Linked DNA regions of Mus musculus: region 2 is linked to region 1. A link is a contact called in public ChIA-PET data. All regions are on one chromosome and are shown on one strand. The core of a region is the stretch at or near the end of the contact, and the rest is flanking DNA. Distances in the headings are between cores, read along the strand shown. Region 1 overlaps Prkcq (protein kinase C, theta). Region 2 overlaps Il2ra (interleukin 2 receptor, alpha chain).

Region 1 (5,104 bases), core at 1,583-4,082:
GTTTTTATCCTGAATTGTGTGTATCTCTCTGTGTGTCTATGCATGTGAGTCCAAGAGTTCACAGAGGTTAGACGAGGTCATTGGGTCCCCTAGAGCTGCAGTCACAGGAGGTTGTGAGCCATATGACATAGGTGCAGGACACTAAACTGGAATCCTTTACAAGAGCAGCAAATGCTCTAAATCACTGAGCCACCTGCCAGCCCGTCTAGATGTTTTAATGTATGACTGCAATTAATTATAATAATGAAAGAGAAGTTGTACTTGGTGAACTGCTGTCACTGTGTAAAGATCTTTGTGCATAAATGGCTAATACCCAGTGAAGATTAAATTTTGGGTCTTAACTGCCTAATTCTATTAGGATAATGCTTAAGTATTTTGGTAGAAGCCAAGTAGTACTCGAGATTAGAGTTCCATCTACCGGAGCTTGGAATTGTTATGCTAATTTTTCTGTTGATTGTAATAGCGATCTTTCAAAAGGAAAAATTTCTAAAAACTGAGAACATGGTGTAATAGTGGTATTTCCATAGACTGGTGAGGACACACATCCCCCTATAGATGAACAGGGAATCACAAGGTCACAGGAAGTGGAAGTTAGTCCCTTATGGTGTTGTTATCAGGACTTATGAATCAGGTTGCTTGTAGGATTTAAGAGTTAGAAGAAGCCTATGGAGACAGCATTATCCCTTGAGGGAGGGAGGGAGGGAGGGAGGGAGGGAGGGAGGGAGGGAGGGAGGGAGAGAGAGAGAGAGAGAGAGAGAGAGAGAGAGAGAGAGAGAGAGAGAGAGAGAGATGCTCACGAATCAAGCACATCTCTTTCTTTGTGGAAAATCTAAAATCCACAGCGTCCAGGACCTACAGTGATTGAGGGTGCTGTGCTCTTTCTTGTGGCTCTTGCAATTAACTATGGCATAGGTGTAAAGTTAAGACATTAACACATATGTAAGAAATCCCATTTTCTTTATGGCCTTGACATTACCATAAGCAAAACTCTAATAACTACATCGTTCCTCTGCCCTTAATTAGCCTGTAATTGCATGATATCTGGACATGCATGTGTTTAGGGGCCGGGGAACTGAGACATGATCTCCATCCAGCTGTCAGGTTGATGTTAGCATCACTATCTAAATCCAGAGATGAGGTCTGTGATGCTCTTCTTATGACTTCTGTGGAAGGCTGTGTGTAGGAACACTACCATAACTTCCCAGTACATTGCAGTTCATCAAAGAGCTTCCTTCACTCCTGGGCCCCCACCAGTTTGATTTTCCCTTCCAAAGCTCCGTCTAGTCTCTTAGTTCTGTCCACAAGAGACACAGCCATCCTGGATGCCTCCTCCCCCACTAGTCAGGGCTCAGACCTTTGCCCTCATTCTGTGCCTCCATCATAACCAGCCAGGAAGTATAACAATACCTCTTCCTAAAGTGAGCCCATGGTCTCTGGGCCTCTTTCCTCCTACCTACCTGTTAACATACAAACACCATCTCATCGCTATCCATTTCCCTTCTTCAGGCTTAAGCCAGAGTTTAAGCTTTGTCCCAGAGCAGGAGGACAACCTCTTGTATCCTCAAATTTTCTAACACTATCAATAGAACCATGGTCCTCTTGGCGCTTCCATCCACAGGCCATCTCAGATGCCATGCCAGCCACAGACTTTCTTCTCTAGATGTGAGACTGTGATGCTCACATTGTACCTGGTGTCATTTTGAAGCACTCCCGGCTTCTTTCCCTGCTCCTCACGAGCTACTTTCTTCGTTTCAGCATGTGGCATGAACGTCCACCACCGATGCCAGACAAAGGTTGCCAATCTTTGTGGTATAAACCAGAAGCTAATGGCTGAAGCACTAGCGATGATTGAAAGCACCCAACAGGTAAAGCAGACATTACACTGATGTGATTCCCGATGTCCTCTCAACAAGGGCCACCCACGTCCATTCTTTCTTGCTCTGTCTACCCCACAGGATGTCCCTGCGTGTCCTTCTGAACACTTGCCATGATATTTTCACCTTCATCCCCATAATCCCACCTTTGAGATAATTAATAATTCATACATCAGTGTGGCCATCTGTAATATCTTAAACTCTGTATAGAATGAGAAGGTACAGAAAGAAAGCAAATTCACTCAAATTATTGAGGATTTACTGCCAGCTTTATATCTGTATTTTAGGGATCTCTAAGAAGCTGGAAAGAAAGTGTATTTATTAGAATTCCCTCCAGAATGGTCACAGGACACTGTGTCTAGTCTGGGCAACTTTTGCCTGTCTGTTTGTCTTACATTGATTAAATTCCTATCTCTTGAGAACCAATTTTCACTGAGACTCGGCATTACCTTCTACATAAGCTGTATTTTTGTTCACCTTCTTTTCTGTCCTGACTTGTTATGGAATGAGGCTACTTACATAGAAGATTCCAGCTAGTACCCTTGAAGTGTGAAAAAGGAGCCAAGAGCCTGCTGCTGATACATTGAATGTAGCAGTTGCATGCAAGGCCAAGGAACTCTAAACCTACTGAGAAGAAAGAAAGAAAGAAAGAAAGAAAGAAAGAAAGAAAGAAAGAAAGAAAGAAAGAAAGAAAGAAAGAAAGAGAAAGAGAGAGAGAGAGAAAGAAAGAAAGAAAGAAAGAAAGAGAGAGAGAGAGAGAGAGAGAGAGAGAGAGAGAGAAAGAAAGAAAGAAAGAAAGAAAGAAAGAAAGAAAGAAAGAAAGAAAGAAAGAAAGAAAGAAAGAAAGGAAAGTGTTGACTGTCCTGCATATTCAAAATTCCTCACAGCCTTCTGTCCTTAGGGACAATACAGTATGATTTCTGTGGGTGGGAAATGGCGCCAACTACTGGTGATTGGGTTGTCTGACCCTTTTTATGATCTAGGCTCGCTCCTTACGAGATTCAGAACACATCTTCCGAGAAGGCCCAGTTGAAATTGGTCTCCCATGCTCCACCAAAAACGAAACCAGGCCACCATGCGTACCAACACCTGGGAAAAGAGGTAACTATCACTGCAGTTGACCATCAATGCCGGTCACTTGTCACGATCCACTTGTTCTCTGGCCTTAAGTTCTTCATTTACCTAGTCTGATGAGTTTCTTTTTCTCTATTTAAAGAGTACAAATCCAGTCACCAACCTCAAGGCCCCTATTTTTTTTTATCGAAAATAGATCCATTTCATATACAATATATCCTGACTAAAGTTTCCCCTCCTACTCTTCTTTTAAGAGTAAAACTAAAATATGCCTAACTAGAATTTTTTTGTGAGGGCGTTGCTCCTGGCAGAGTTCTAGAATGTCATTTCCTGGCCATGTTGGGTGGTTTTACAGATGTTAGTCTACTGTAAAGCAAGACAAGGAGAAATGTCATTGGGGCATCGTCACTGTTGCCCGGAGACTCTCCTGTGAGGTTTTGAGACAGGAAGGAAGAAGAGCCCTAACCCTTAAACTTTGTCATGTGTAGAGATTCATTCTGCCTTCTGCTTGAAGGGGGTTCAAGGGAAAATGCAGCTACATGATTCTGGGAACTGAATCATTTCAACAAACATTATGAGATATGGTCTTTGAACTTAAAGAATACTAGGGTCTGGGGAGATGGTTCAGTTGGTAAGTGCTTGTTTTGCAAGCACAAGGACCAGAGTTCAATCCCCAAACCATTATTAAAATAAAATAAAATGAAAAATAAAAAAGCCGTTAATGGCGGTATGTATCTGTAATCCTGGTGGCATGCGGGGCAGAGACAAGTGGATCCCTGGGTCCAACTGCCATCCAGCCTTGCCTAATTGGCATGTTCCATGCTAGTGAAGGACCCTGCTTTGAAACCAAGGTAGATACTGCTAGAAGAATGACAGTTAGGGCTGACCTCTGGCTTCCATATACATGCGCACACCCACACATACATGTATGCATACCCACACATATGTGCATGCCCTCACATGCACATATCCATACACACAAAGAAGCAATACTAATGATAGTAGTATATACATAGTAAGGATTCCTAAAAACACTTTTTAATCCTTCTTCTGGCATCATACAAGGACTAAATTGACATAAAATTTCAAGAGAGATTCAAAGTCCATCTCAGAAGGATTCCCAAGCAGTAAGGAGCATCGTCCTCAGAGATGATCAGTGCACACAGCCTTGAAGACCACAAAACATGGTGTGGTTTAGATCTTTAACAACCTGCTTGATTGCGTGTCCTCAGAGCTCACATTTTACTTAATGGAAATTGATGTCAGTATGTCTGGTAGTTACAAACAGTGGTGATATCCGTTCCCCAGATCTGTGAAGATTCCTATTTCCTCAGAATCTGATGTTATTAAAAGTTTTCTCTCTTGGCTTCTCCCTCTCCCTGCCTCCCTCTCCCTTTCTCTTCCTCTCTCTCACACACAAATATGTAGTCTTTGATTGAGATGAGTCCTGTCTGTCAGTCTGTCTTTCTTTCTTTCTATTTGTTCTGGTTTGGGTTTGAGTTTAGGACTTTTTCGTGTTTAGGGATGGTGTTGTTTGTTTTTTTCAAGACAGGGTTCCCTGGCTGTCCTGGAACTTGCTCTGTAGACTGGCCTCAAACTCAGAGATCAGCCTACCTCTGCCTCCTCAGTTCTGGGATTCAAGGCGTGCACCACCACTGCCACACTAACCATGACCTTGGGTCCAGTATTTCTTCAGTTAGACCATTGCCCAGGCTATTAGCTAGCCAGAGACCCAGCCCAAATGCCAGGTTTACAGACAGATGCAGAAGGATTCTGAAACTGAATTAGATGGAACTTCGGAATGAAAGATGGAAGAAGTGGGTGGTGCCCTAAGTGCCTACAGTGAGTGACCTTACTTACCCATTCATGTTTAATAACTGATCTGCTGTTTTCAGAACCCCAGGGCATTTCCTGGGATTCCCCTTTGGATGGGTCAAATAAATCGGCCGGTCCTCCTGAACCCGAAGTGAGCATGCGCAGGACTTCACTGCAGCTGAAACTGAAGATCGATGACTTCATCCTGCACAAGATGTTGGGAAAAGGAAGTTTTGGCAAGGTATGCTACCAAGTTCCTGAAGGTGTGCAAACAGGGCCAGAGAGCACCCGCCCCCCACCGTGTCGTGAGATGACAGAGCATCCAACATTAAATCGGGAGC
Region 2 (5,104 bases), core at 1,098-3,597, 400 kb after region 1:
CTGCTCAAAAGCTGCAGTGGTCTTGTCTTCCCCAGCCCTCTGCTGGGGCTACAAACATACATCATGGTGCTGGGATTTCTACCTGGAGGGTAGGGAATCCAAGCCTGAGTCCTCTTGCTCTCCCAGACAGTTACACCTCAGCATAGCCTCAGCCTCTTTTTTTCCCCCTGAATGTATGTAGCTCAGGGTGGCTTAGAAATTCATGAAGTGATTAAGGCTAATCTCAAACTCCTGATCACTCCACCTTACTTACACGTCTGGAGTTCACTCTGGTAGGACCTCCTCAGGACCCTGCTAGTCTTAGATCCTGTATTCTCTGAATCCTTCTGTTACCTTCAAAGAGCAGCCTGGGGTGTTTTCCTTGCATCTGATAGCATTTCAAAGAAGTCACAGCAGCAGAGTCTGGGCTAGCAACCGGCAAAACAGAGGAAATTCTGAGCACCTTTGGCCATGAGTCACCACACCTTCTGAGCACCTTTGGCCATGAGTCACCACACCTTGTTCAGGAATTGCCATCTCTGCCCACAGAATCGCCCACTGTTTTCTGTGTGGGACCAAAATAGATACCTCCTTCATAAACTTTGTGTGTGTGTGTGTGTGTGTGTGTGTTCTCTCTCTCTCTCTCTCTCTCTCTCTCTCTCTCTCTCTCTCTTGGTAATAAAAAACAAAAGACAAAGATGGGTATGTGCTTCCAAGGGCAGACTAAGAAGCCACTTACAGGTGAGTGTGACAGGTGAGAGGAACCGTGGCAAGGAACACCCTACCCTGGTGGCAGAGCTTCTCGATATTTGTATGTCTGCTGCTTTGCTTCTCAGTTCATTCATGATCTATTGAGCAACTTCACGCAAGGTTAGAGAGGCAGAGATGAATAAGACCCAACTCTTGGCCTCCAGGAGCTTCTTGCTTATGCGGAGAGAATACCCAAGCTAAGGGCTGAGATTTAAGTAAGAGCACAGAGCTGGTGGACACACACTCCACTGCCCACTCCTCCTGCAAGACCGACACACCATAAGCTAGGAACTGCTTCCCATTATATGTACATGCAGAAGAGAGAAGGGCTCACGCTGTTTTGTCAGTGTGAGTGACTAGAATTAGAATCCAGCACTTTCCATTTTGAGTTTAGAACAATCTGCAGAGGTTTTGTGCTTGTTTGGCTCAGCAATACCTTTCAGGGACATCTCAGGTAGGACGTACTGGGAGTCCTTCAGTAACAGACTGTTTCCACAGGCTCAGGAGTCTCTGAGGCACCATCTATAGGCCAACTCTCACATGTCTGAGTACATTTGAAGATCTCCCAGGTCCTCAACATCTATGACCTCTTCAAGGAAGAAAGGAAAAGGGGGAGGGAGGGCAGGAGGGAAGGAACCTCATTAATCCAATTCAGACCATTAGTGAGTTTCCTTCCCTTCCCTTCCCTTCCCTTCCCTTCCCTTCCCTTCCCTTCCCTTCCCTTCCCTTCCCTTCCCTTCCCTTCCCTTCCCTTCCCTTCCCTTCCCTTCCCTTCCCTTCCCTTCCCCTCTTCTCCCCTCCTCTCCCCTCAACTTCCTTCCCCTCCCTTGCCCTCTTCTCCTCTCCCCTCCCCTCCCCTGCCCTGCCCTGCCCTCTCTTCCTGCCCTCTCCCTTCTCTTTTTCTCCCTTCCCCTCCCCTCCCCTCCCTTGCCCTCTTGTTATCTCTTCTTTTTCATCTCCTGTGGTTCTAAGGATCCAACCCAGGACCTCACCAAACCAACCTAGATAAGCATTCTACTACTTCGCTCTTGTTTTTTTGAGACAAGGACTCTAACTCAGGCTGACCTTGAACTTCCCCACCGTCCAGGATGGCCTTAAACTCATTATCTTCCTTTCTCCAAATCCCCCAAGTGCTGGGATTACAAAGTATATTATCAGACTGTTTTTTGTTTTCTGTGATGCTAAGGATTGAGCCCAGGGTTCAATTCACACTAGACAAAACACTTTACCTCTGAGCTGGGTCCCCAGTTCTTACTATACTGTATAAAGCCGAAAAGAAAAGCAGTGCTTTAAAGATGTATTAATAAACTATAAGAATAATACATAATAAATTGATATGTAAAAAACCACAATGTATATATGTAAATGAGAGCAGCCCTAAAACCAAACAGGCCTGTGTCCCCAGGGAAAAGGTCACTTTATCATGTTGTGGGGAACGGCAAAAGAAATGTTTCTAAAAGTTTCTTTTGAAGTCCCCGACATCTATGCTGACGTCAGCCTCTTCCTGCCCAGCGCTCTGAAAGTTTCCAGGGAGTTTTGGGGCCAGTGACTTGACACAGGGTTGTATGTTTGACACTTGCTGACTGTGGGCAGGTTGTGGTGGCTTTCCCTGCCTGCCAAGCCCCACTCAGCTGAGCATCAGCATGGTATGTGCTTCCTGTCCCCGTGCTAGTGACACCTCTCTGTTCAGACCTTGATTTAGAACAAAAAAGAACCTTTGTGAAGAGAAAACTCCTTATTTAAAGGAAAGTAAACCGAACTTTTGAGAGTCTTTTTAGAATAAAAGGGCGAGTCCTCAGGAGTCCCGCTGGTACCCCTGAGGGGAGGTGAGCCTTGAGGGCTCGCTGCTAGGTTTCCCTGTCTGGTCCCAGACATCACTTTCCCTTTCTAACTGTCTCCTCAGAGGCCGCTTCTGGAGGTAATTTTTAGCTGCCAATGCTGAGGAACTATTGGCCAGAGCATGCCACCCTGCTTCTTAGAGAATACAACTGCCACCATTGAAAACCTAGGCTGTCTAACCAGTGAGCTCAGGGCGTCCGCCTGTCTCCACCTCCCTTTTCCTCCTGTGCTGGGATTTGCATGTGCACAGCCATATAGAGTTTATAGAGTGCTGGGGATGTGAACTCAGGTTCTCATGCTTCTGTGGCAAACCCACGAAACCATCTCCCATCCTTAGTTTTATATATTTCACTATACATTCATATTATAATATACATTATATATTATATAATATATATTATATAAAACATATGTAATATATATTATAATATATAATACCATGGTATTGGCAGTGCTTAGAATAGGTGCCCCAGATTTTCGTAACTTTTTCTTTGTTTTCTGTTTCTCTTCTAATCTTTTTTTTTTAAGTTGGTTATTTTATTTTTTTACATTTCAAATGTTATTCCCCTTCCTGGTTTCCTCTCCGCAGCCCCCACAATCCCATCCCCCTCCTCCCTGCTTCTAGGAGGGTGCTACCCCACCCACCCACCCACTCCCACCTCACTGCCCTGGTATTCCCCTTCACTGGGCATCAAGCCTTTACTGGACCAAAGGCCTCCCCTCCCATTGATGCCAGATAAGGCCATCCTCTGCTACATATGCAGCTGGAGTCATGGGTCCCTCCATGTATGCTCTTTGGTTGATGGTTTAGTCCCTAAGAACTTTGGGAGGTCTGGTTGGTTGATCTTGTTGTTTTTCCTATGGAGTTGCAAACCCCTTCAGCTCCTACAGTCCTTGCCCTAACTTTTCCCCTGGGGCCCCTGGGCTCAGTCCAATGGTTGGCTGCAACTTAAACAGCTGTCCCACACCATGGTTACTTCTCCAGTCTTTAATTGCATTTGTTTAACAATTTATTTTAACAATTTATTTTCTTATGTAATATATGTGTGTGTGTGTATACATCTATATATATATGAGAGAAGAGGGCATCAGAAAACAGAGGGTATCTGATCCCTTTACAGGTTGTGAGCCACCATGTGGTCGATGGGAATTGATTTCAGGACCTCTCTGGAAGAGCAGCCAGGGCTCTTAACAGTTGGGCCGTCTCTCCAGCTTGTATTTGTTTGTTTACTTATGTATTCATTTACTTATAGACAGGGTCCAGCTATGTATCCTGAACTGACTTGCAGTGTAGCTAGGCTGGCCTCAAACTCATGGTAATCACCTCTGTCAGCCTTCTGAGTTCTGGGACTACACATGCAGGGGAAATCCCACAGATATCCATTTGAAACAAGCCCTCACGATTACAACTTGCTTCTCAGAAGGCTCTGTCTTTTTTCAGAAGACTGTGGGCGGGATTTACCAATTTAGCAGTGCTCCGCTAAAAATATGGCCCCCTCCCAAGAAATCCGTTTCTAAGATTTGAGGGGAAAACTGTCTTTAGTTTTCAGAGAAAGAGGAGGAATATTTCTTCCCAGACTTTTCTCTCTCTCTCTTTCTTTTTTAATCTGATAACACTTTAATTTAAATCAAGTTGACATTCTGTGGTAAGTTTGTGGTTAACTCTTTCAAGTGCTGAAGCTTGTTTTCTGAGGTGACTGGAGAGTTAGAAAAAGACAGGCAGCCCAACCACTGTACTCTGTAAGCATTACAGGCTCCTGGATGTGACAATCTAGAGGCCGCTCTGTGAGACAGAGGGCAGTTCTCAGCTCCTTGCCTGGGTTTCTCTTTCTAAGAGCAAATTCCTAGTTTCTGTAGACCTACTGTTTGTTGTTTGTGTAACTACTGCCAAGAAGGCACAGGGTTTTCTCCAAAATGGTCTTACTAGTGAGTCACACATTCCTGCCTTATGGAAACCCAGGCTTTGACGAAGCCTGAGAGAACTGGGCCTCAGAAACGTGTGTCAGATGACAACAGGACTCACAGACACAAAAGGCTAACCACCGTTCTGCAAATATTGTTATTTCAGTGTTTCCCCTTTAATTTTAAGAAACTTTTCTTTAATAATGACACACACACACACACACACACACACACACACACACATTTTTGACAGGGTCTCACTGTGAAGCCCTGGTTGTCATGGAACTATCCTGGAACTCATTATAGAGACCAGGCTGGGCTAGAACTCAGAGATCCACCTGCCTCTGCCTCCCGAGTGCTGTGATTAATGGAATGTGCCACCATGTCTGGCTTTCATGAGTATTCTTTCAATCATCTTTGGATTCATTTCCTGCTATTGGCATGGCCATATAATTTTCCACCTTTAAACAGAGTCATATCAAGAGATTTTCCACTAGTGAACCATCCATCACTGCTGAGATAAATTCTAATTGATCAGAATATTAGTTTTTGTCATACCTGGCTAGAACCAAGTACAAATATTGTAATCGATATTCTGTTGTCTGTTTTTATAAGTGAGATGGTCTTACGGCCA

What was found. ChIA-PET counts read pairs in DNA pulled down with a chosen protein or histone mark.
Region 2: a contact with region 1 is called in an RNA polymerase II ChIA-PET map of memory CD8 T cells, with 131 read pairs. The contact joins two enhancer-like sites. A contact is called at or near these places in 1 of 115 datasets of contacts at active chromatin or transcription factors (memory CD8 T cells) and 1 of 9 other capture datasets (liver).

What each region holds. Positions count from the first base shown.
Region 1 is chr2:11,251,314-11,256,417 of GRCm38.p6, forward strand. It overlaps Prkcq (protein kinase C, theta), which reads left to right. Exons shown (of 18, transcript NM_008859.2): 9 at 1,756-1,865; 10 at 2,858-2,975; 11 at 4,844-5,004. Among named protein-coding and RNA genes, the nearest start is that of Prkcq, 81 kb to the left of the region's middle. Within about 2 kb of position 2,833, at least 20 of the 459 cell types and tissues checked have an H3K27ac peak or open chromatin away from gene starts, as enhancers often do. A contact at or near this core is called in memory CD8 T cells, where this site is marked.
Region 2 is chr2:11,651,239-11,656,342 of GRCm38.p6, forward strand. All of the region lies in intron 1 of Il2ra (interleukin 2 receptor, alpha chain), which reads left to right. Among named protein-coding and RNA genes, the nearest start is that of Il2ra, 11 kb to the left of the region's middle. Within about 2 kb of position 2,348, at least 96 of the 459 cell types and tissues checked have an H3K27ac peak or open chromatin away from gene starts, as enhancers often do. A contact at or near this core is called in memory CD8 T cells, where this site is marked.